2 separate regions of the Mus musculus genome follow, and region 2 is linked to region 1. A link is a contact called in public HiChIP or PLAC-seq data. All regions are on one chromosome and are shown on one strand. The core of a region is the stretch at or near the end of the contact, and the rest is flanking DNA. Distances in the headings are between cores, read along the strand shown.

The links. HiChIP or PLAC-seq counts read pairs in DNA pulled down with a chosen protein or histone mark.
Region 2: an H3K27ac HiChIP or PLAC-seq map of SST interneurons shows a contact between it and region 1, with 5 times the contacts expected there. The contact joins two enhancer-like sites. A contact is called at or near these places in 8 of 39 promoter capture datasets (the HPC-7 cell line, cranial neural crest, frontonasal cranial neural crest and 5 more), 1 of 15 datasets of contacts at CTCF or cohesin (embryonic stem cells), 9 of 484 Hi-C or Micro-C datasets (cerebral cortex, cortical neurons and embryonic stem cells) and 3 of 115 datasets of contacts at active chromatin or transcription factors (SST interneurons, VIP interneurons and embryonic basal ganglia).

What each region holds. Positions count from the first base shown.
Region 1 is chr6:135,443,359-135,447,599 of GRCm38.p6, forward strand. No RefSeq gene overlaps it. Among named protein-coding and RNA genes, the nearest start is that of Gm25136, 81 kb to the right of the region's middle. Within about 2 kb of position 1,508, at least 105 of the 459 cell types and tissues checked have an H3K27ac peak or open chromatin away from gene starts, as enhancers often do. A contact at or near this core is called in SST interneurons, cerebral cortex, cortical neurons and 1 more, where this site is marked.
Region 2 is chr6:135,857,447-135,861,677 of GRCm38.p6, forward strand. All of the region lies in intron 5 of Grin2b (glutamate receptor, ionotropic, NMDA2B (epsilon 2)), which reads right to left. Gm14330 (a long non-coding RNA gene) reads left to right here. Exons shown (of 3, transcript XR_003956535.1): 2 at 1,046-1,118. Among named protein-coding and RNA genes, the nearest start is that of Gm14330, 7.2 kb to the left of the region's middle. Within about 2 kb of position 2,200, at least 28 of the 459 cell types and tissues checked have an H3K27ac peak or open chromatin away from gene starts, as enhancers often do. A contact at or near this core is called in SST interneurons, cerebral cortex, cortical neurons and 1 more, where this site is marked.

The sequences.
Region 1 (4,241 bases), core at 258-2,757:
GGGGTGGGCTCTGAGATCTCTCTCACTACTTGCAGGATGTAAAGCTGTCAGCTACTGCTTAGTATCACGCATGTCTGCTTCCCTCCATGATAATCATGCATCAACCTTTGGACTCACCATACTTCAGCGAGTACCCCGTCAGCCATACTACTGAAATAAACACATTGCTTTATCAAACTGGACACAGATGGGACCCACTCCTTTGGTCTGCTGTTGGTACCCTACCTTGGGAAAAAAAGACATCTGTTTATGGAAAAGTCACCTAGCAAGTATCTAATTGTCCATTATTTCTCCCTTGGTGCCTATGATTATAGACTTGGGAGTTGTGTCTCTGGGGGAACTTCTTGTTGGTGGCAGCTCCTTCGAGAGAGCCTTGGGCATCAGAGCAATCTGACACCAAAGTGAAAGATGGCCACCTAAAGCCTCTGAGATCAGGCTGAAAGCATCAGGCTCCATCCGAAAGCTGGTCAACTGTGCACCAATTGGCTCCTTGCAGAGCAAATGTACACCGATGCCTGGTGGGACTGAGGATGGGTGTGTCAACTGATGGGAGAGGATGGGAAAGTGAGAGGTGACAGAGCCACCCGCTACTCACAAGCCCTTCCTTGCTTTCATATTCTGGAATTCTGGAAGGAGTTCCCAGGATGTTGAGCAGATTGTTCAAGGTCAAACAGCTAGCCTCTTGACTCCTGGGTCCCAGGATCACTGCAGGTACAGGACACAAGTAGTATAGGTTGATTCCTTTCCCGAAGCAGCTGGTGGGGAAGCAGAGGGGAGAATATGGCCTTGGTGCTGAAGATGGAAGGAGGCCTGGCTCAGAGCAGGGAAAACTTTGTAAGTGTTATTTTGTGAAAGAATTATATTAAACAGATTCTATTCCGACTATCAACAGATTTTCACATTTCCACCTTCCCCCTCCACAATTACCTCCTTCAGCCCCCACCATTCCAAACAGAATGTTTCCTTCCTGCTTGCACTGTAAGACAGCAAAATTGGCTTTCCCTTTAGACTCTACCTCCTGTACAGCACCATCTGGGGCTGCATAGCTTACTCTGTCGCCTTTATTTCTTAAAACATTTTGCTTGTTTTAATAATAATAATAATAATAATAATAATAATAATAATAATAATAATAATAATAATAATAATAATTACTATTATTGGGGATTGAACCTGAGACCTGACTCACACCAGGCAAATGTTCTACCAAGGACCCACATGCCCAGCCTCTTTTCTTTCTTTGAGACGGAGGTCTCAGTAATTTTTCTCAGCTGTCCTGGAACTTGTGGTCCTCCAGCCTTAGCCTCCCAGATAATTGGGATTAGAGGTGTACACCCAATACCAGTCCGCACTCTTTAAAACAAACCTTTCCCAGTTTTGCGCAGTTTCTCTGCTGGCCGCCAGGGGTCGCCCTTGGGCAGGTGGAGCCTCCTCTCCGCAGGGTGCAGGGCGGTTTGCCAGGAATCTGGAGCCGGCTTCTGTGTATATCAGCGCACAACATTAATCAGACGCAGGCTCTGCAGTGCTTTCGAAGGGGAGTAAGGAGCCAGGGTTGGGAAGGAGATTTTGTAAGCAGCCCAGCCAAGGGCCTTCACCTCTTCTACCCTAGGCTCACAGCAAACAGTGCATCCAGGACAGCCACTGGCTCTGGTCCAGGGTGCTACCCTTAGCGCTCAGGGTTGTAATTTACAGAGGGCCTGTGAGTCCTGGGGGGATGGATGTCTGCTGGGCTGTCTTTTTCAGGAGGAGGAGGAGACAGTAGGTCGATGATTCCTTTCTCTCCTTCGTCTTCTTTTTTTTTGCATGCTTCACTCAGACAACCAGGTCCTTGGAAGCAGGCATGGCTGGCTCCCTTGTGCACACAGAGGAAGCTCCGTCTCCTGGTGATTTCTCAGTTGCCCCCATACACCGGGATGGGTATCCAATGGTCTTTGCATGTGCCAGAAAGCCAGACCTCTGCCAGGCTCGTCTCGGATGGGCTCTACAGGAGGCAAAGTGCACGTGCTCCTTGGAGCATGAACTTCTCAACGTTACATTTTCATCTCTTCTGTTGTTCTTCTCCAAGATGGGGCTGCTGGTTAAGATTTGATGCTGTTACTGGACACACATCAAAGACGGAGGCACAGGGGAAGACAGGGAGAGAGAGCAGGGGAGGAAGCTGAGGGTATTGCCAGCCTGGAACCCTGCAGGGACCAGAGAAGCTGGGGCTCATCTGGGGTCAAGGTGCCTCCACTTTACTTTGTCTTTTCTCTATGTGCCCCTCCCTCCTACCGTCCCCCCTTCTCTCTGATCTCTTTCTTCCTCTCTTCTTTCTCTCTCTCTCTCTCTCCCTTCCTTCCTTCCTTCCTTCCTTCCTTCCTTCCTTCCTTCCTTCCTTCCTTCCTTCCTTCTTTCCAGACCCAGCATGTGTGTAGATGAACATGCATACATAAGGGTACACTTATAAGACATGACAACTGCAATCTTTCATAAGGTGTTTTGTTTTTAAAAGAAATTAGACACTAGGCAGGAAAAGTGAATTTAATGGAATGAGTCAGTAGGTGGAAAAGTGGGAGCTGACTTGAACTTCTCCAAGAGGGAGGGCAGCTGGGCTGAAGAGTCTGAAGAAAGACATAAAAGTGAGTTTTCACAGCCTTTGGCTGGGGCAATGGACAGGCTGCAAGAATGTCAGTAAAAGGTAGAAAGGGGGAAGGAATGTGTGGCGTCTAATTGTGCAAAGGTGGGACTAGGGACGGGAAGCCTTTGGATGCCCAAGTGAGGGACTGGAACACTGGCCTTTGTATTAGTCAGGGCTTTATTTAGAGCAACAGGACTGTTAGAATGAGTCTTTTTCTATACAGGGAAAGAGAATTTATTAGAATGAATTACAGGCTGTGGTCGAGCTAGTCTAACAGTGGCTGCCTAGGAATGGAAGCTCCAAGAATCCAGATGTTTGGTCCATGAGGCTGGATGTCTCAGGATGCGCTGGGATCCTGAAGGAGTAGGCTCTGAGGCCAGTGAAGGGAAGGATTTGCTAGCAAGGTGATAGGTAAAGAGCAAAAGCTTCCTTCTTCCATGTTCTCGTACAGACTTCTAGCAGAAGGTGTGGACCAGATTAGAGGTGGGTTTTCCCAGCTCAAAAGGTCCAGATTAAAGGTGTGCCTTTCCACTTCAGAGATCCACATTAGAAGTAGATCTTAAATTAAGCAAAATTCTCACACAGGTGTGCCTTCCTTGTTTGTGTTTTACTTAATTCCAGATGTAGTCAAGTTGACGACCAACAATAGCTGTCAAGCCTTTGTAGGTAGAGGTTTAAATGAGGGTTACACTGCCCAGCATGTTTGTGGTCTAGGGGCATTCCTCCAAGGGGTGAGTATCTGAAGGACTGTGGGGCTGGGATGTGCCCAGTTTGGGAGGCCTTTTAGGAAGCCATTGTGATATAAAGGAGACTCATTTCTTTAGACCTTCCACTTCCTGTATACGCTAACGTCTCCCATGATTACTGTCTCAGAAGACCAGGAGGGAATGATGGTTACAAGTCCAGGCGAGGGCCTCATGACCCTCTTCTCCCTTCTAAAGAGTGCCAGCAGCCCTGTTACCTTAACTCCAAGTCTAGCTACCTCTGTATTGTTTTTTATCTGTTCCATGATTACCAGGCCAAGCTGATCTTTACTCCCAAATGGCTGTGGGGTGGTCATGTTATGCCTAGAGAAACAGAGAATGCTGTAATAATCTCCTAATTATTCTTCCTGGAGAAATTAAAACCAGTGGCAGAGAACTCCCTCTGTCTCCAGTCACAAGAGCTATGCTTATACCTGTGTGATCGTACAGGTTGCCTTAGTCAGGGTGACTATAGCTGTGATGAAACACTATGGCCAAAGCAACCTGGGGAGGAAAGGTTTCATCCAGGTTATGTGTCTCGATCACAGGTCACCATCAAAGGAAGTCAAGACAGGAACTCCAGCAGGGCAGGGGCCTGGAGGCAGGAGCTGATGCAGAGGCCATGAAGGAGTGCTGCTCACTGGCTTAATTCTCATGGCTTGTTCAGCCTGCTTTCTTATAAAATCCAGAACCACCAGCCCAGGAGAGACACTATCCATAATAGGATGGCACCCCACTCATCAATCACTAATTAAGAAATTGCTTTCAGCCAGGTCTTAGGGAGACATTTTCTCAGGTGAGGCTCCCTTATCTCTGACCTGAAGACTCTAGCTTGGGTCAAGCTGGCATAAAACTTGACATAAAACTTACAGGATATGCAT
Region 2 (4,231 bases), core at 950-3,449, 410 kb after region 1:
CATGAGTCCCCTCCTTCCTTCTTTTGTGCTATGGAGCCTTATCGTTTCCTATGCAGATCTCTCAAACAGCCTGTCTCTGAGACCTCTGTCTTACATCCTCAAGATCCTTAAGTGCATCCCTACTATAGACTCCATATTGCTGTGTCAGCCATTGCTTCCAAAACTCCAATGGCTTCCTACTAGCTGGAGTAAGAGCTGAACTTGACTCAGGGCCCTCCCTCCACACCTTGACCCCCATCTGCACAGCTGGACTTCTCTCCCGTTCTCCAGATGAGCCATTGCTAAAGTCAAGTGGCTTCTTTGCTGTCTTGGAACAGATGCATTTGTCTGCTTCTCTACTGTTCACTTTCATATGAATGCAATTTGAATATTGCTCCTGCTTAATAGCCCCGCTAAGCTCTTACCCACCTTCTCTCACTTTCTTGCCCATGCAGGCCTCCTCCCTTCTCCCCTCCCTCTGTCCTCTAGCTTGTGGACTACATTTCAGTAGTTCATGTACTGTTCCTACAGCCCATTTTATTCCTGTTGGCTATTTAACTTTTCATGCCCGTGACTTGAATTCTGTGACAGACAATGCACTATTTAAAGAGTCAAATCTCATCCTATTATCCTCTTGCAGAATCTAAATTAGTTCCTTTCTGGTGCTAAGTGTTCAATAAACACCTATCGATTCGTTAGAACTTCTAGAAGACTAGCTTGGAAAGTGGCTCTCACTACTTTCTGGCTTTTCCATGCATACACACACACACACACACACACACACACACACACACACACACGCACATACGCACACACACAATGCACATACATGCACATACGTGCACACACGTACACAATCAATACACATACACACACAGAGGGAGAGGGAAAGGGAGAATGTTTCTTTGGGGGAAAGTGACTCAATTATTGATTTTAGGGAAAAAAAATGAAGTATCAAAAACTGGTTTCTAAAAGCAGTGAGAGAAAATGTAGGTTGACCTCATTCTTGTGCAGGTCCCTGTAAAATGTCTCCTTTTTTGTTTTCCACATTAAATCATCCCTAAAGTCAGCTTTACCTTTTGGATCACGTGACCTGCTTGCCCTCCTGTCCTCTCACGGCCCTGAGAAAGCAGACATAGGTAAGTAAACACATTGGAGAGCCATGGGAAGAGAATGGCGAGCCCTGGTTGTTTCTGAGCAGTTTTGTTATAGAAGAAAGAAAACGATATCGGGCTGTGTCTTGTTGATCATCTAAGGTGACTGCCTAGTGGGTTGCTTTGAGTTTAGAAAATTGAGGCACCTGGAACATACGTAAAAGGTAATTCTGGGATTGTTTTTACTAATGTGAATTCTTTTATCAGTTTAGGAAAGAAAGAAATATAACTCATTTTGCTTATGACATTACAGATGAGAGAGCTTTTTTTTAAGGAAGGGGATGAGGGAAAGGTATGTTTATATATTTATTTCCTAGTGTCTTTCTAATTATCGAGAAAAAGAAAAACATCTTTGGTATACATAGGAGAAACTATTAAATTTTCACCTGGTTAGGTACACATACTTACAAAGTCTTTCCCTCAGCTCTTCTCATTATCTGCCAGTTACAAGAGTCATGGGAGGGGGAGGTTAGCAGTCAATAGTCACATGACGATTTTCTTCATGTGTGGACCAACTCCTGACAATGCAGCATGCTGGCATCTACAGCGATGCCTAAGGCTTAATGCAAATAATGGGCAAAATGGATATTTCATGGGCAGGCAACTGGGAGCGAAGGCATCTCAGAGCTATCTGCAGAGCAGAGATGCGAAGGAGCTCAGGTGGAAACCAGCAGGTATTGCTACTAAGTCTCTCTCCACCTGGTAAAGACCTAATCTCCGGGAAAGTAGAGGGATGTTAATTTGATTAACACTTGCCTGAATTCCCTCAGCCTCCCAGGCAACCAGCATAAACAAGGGAAATTTAACATTTGGGGCAACTTTCTTCCCTGTTTCCCAGTCAGTACAGGTTATTCTGATTATATGAAATTAAAACACGTTCAATAAGAGTGTGTGTGTTCGGGGGAGGGGGGGCTGTAGCAAAACGGCTTGAAGAAGTGTGGTGTTTGATATCTTCAATTAGGAAAAAAAAAGGTTGGGGTGGGTGTCTGCGAGGTAGAATGGGAGCGAACAAGCACACACTGGAGAGAAATGAAGAGATGGAGAGAAGATGAAACAGCATGCGGCATGCTGGGTAGCATCTCCATGGCAACCGCATTGCACATCCAGAGCACTGCCAAAAACAAGTCAAGATCCAAGTAAGTAGGTGTTGCAGAAAGAGGAGATAAGGGCCGGCTGTGGACAGGAACCACCTGGAGGAGATGAATTATCTTGAGGGTTTCATGCTTCTCATTTCTTTGCCTAACCACACCTGAGGCTCCAGTTGGAGCGCGAATGCCTCTAAAGCAACCCTGCTGCCAAATCTACATCTTAGGCAGGAAGGTCTCAGGACAGCAGGGATGAGGTCTGAGGCACTCCAGCTGGAGCCAAAGAGGAAAATTATGAATGAGGATCCCAATCTCCTTGCAGCTAATTTGTTTGCTTTCTTAAGCCATTATTTAATCTAGTAATTTGCACCGAGTAACTAGATGTTGTTCTTCATTTTTCAGGTCCAGTAAGGAGGGGAGGCTACATGGGTGAGGATCTTATTGAATGTGGAAAGTTAGGTCCTGTCAAGACAGACACTGCATTCCCGTACTACTGTCCCTTAGTAAAAACCTATGCCTGTAACTTACAGGAATTCTACTTTAAAAACATGCTCAGGACATCCCTGGAGATAGTAAATGGCTGGAAATGTAGTTTCTGGGCCATTTTAGATTACCCAGCACACGTAAACTGAAGGATGGTGTCTATCGTGGTTCATAGGTCTTCCTTCACACTCAACTAAGAACAATTAAGATCTTTAGAGCTCTTGTGCCTCCTTTAAAATTGCAGCCTGAAAACATGGCTTAAAGAAAGCATCGCAGGCATGTACATGTTAGCATGCCATCGGCCCTTGCAGGTTTATTGTAAGAGATCAAGCTGGGTCCCTGATACTTACCCAGTAATCCTGGTGAATGTGCAGATCTCGGGACCCTAGTCCTAAGACTAGGACTCTATCGATATTCCTCGGATAGAACCCGAGAACGTGTGTTGTCAAGCTCTCTTGCTAGTTCTGCAGTGTAGATGGTTCTGTAAACCATGAAATGGGGGCACTTATCCCTCCTCTTCTGCTCTAATGACTCTGCTACTTGTGGCTCTTTGCCTGGATGAGAAGAGTCTTGCCTCAAGCCCAGGAACGGCAGAGCTGTCAAACCTGCCAGAGAACTGTGCAAGGTAGACTTATAACTCAGTATCAAAAGAAAAGCACAAATCTGAAAGCAACTCAGGGCCACTGGCCAGAAAATGTTAAAGGAAGGGGAAGAGGTGAGATAGGGAACAAGAACATAAGCTAGGAAGGAAGTGAGAGGAGTCGGTTCTTAGTGTTCTGAACCAGAGGTAAGGACGCCCAAGCCCTGCCTATCCATGTCCATTCAGGTGCTCTCCTCATGTGAGAGCCTTGCTATGGAAACTATAAGCAACCATAAGAGCCTTTGCCCTCATTTAACCTGCAACTTGGCTCTCCCGCCTCTCAGTAACGTGAAATTCACTTGCTAGGGCATGTGACAATGGTCAAGTGGGAACAGAAAAGTGAGAAGCCACGTCTCGCAGGCACTCACTGCTCCAGGGAGCTTGCATGTGATGCCGGATGTGATGCCATATTACAGATGAGGAAACGGGCTTGGCCATGGCAAAAGACTAGTGATGTCAGACAGGTCAGAATTTAAATGAGATATGCCTAAGCCCCAAAGTCTATTTCTGAACCCCAGCCCACCAGCTCTTTCCCACGGTCTAGTCTGTAATTTGAAATGACTACATCAAGGATAACCTTCCTGATCACATGCCTACATCTCTTCTCTCCTTCCATCTTTCTCCAGAACTGAAGGAACTGGTACAAGTCTCTCTGTGTGTAGGGTAAAGCTTCCTTTGTGACTCTGTTAATCTTTCCTCTTATTCTTCCTCATTCATAATACTTGAAACAATGTGCACACCATTCTTTGGATGCATCTGGCTTGATGTCTGGTTATATAAGCCTGTATTAGAAGGCATGGAGTATAAGCATCTACATACCTTAAGTGAACCTCTGGGTGTGATACCTAGTAGTACAAAATAAGCAAACAGATACTCCTATAGCAGAAAAG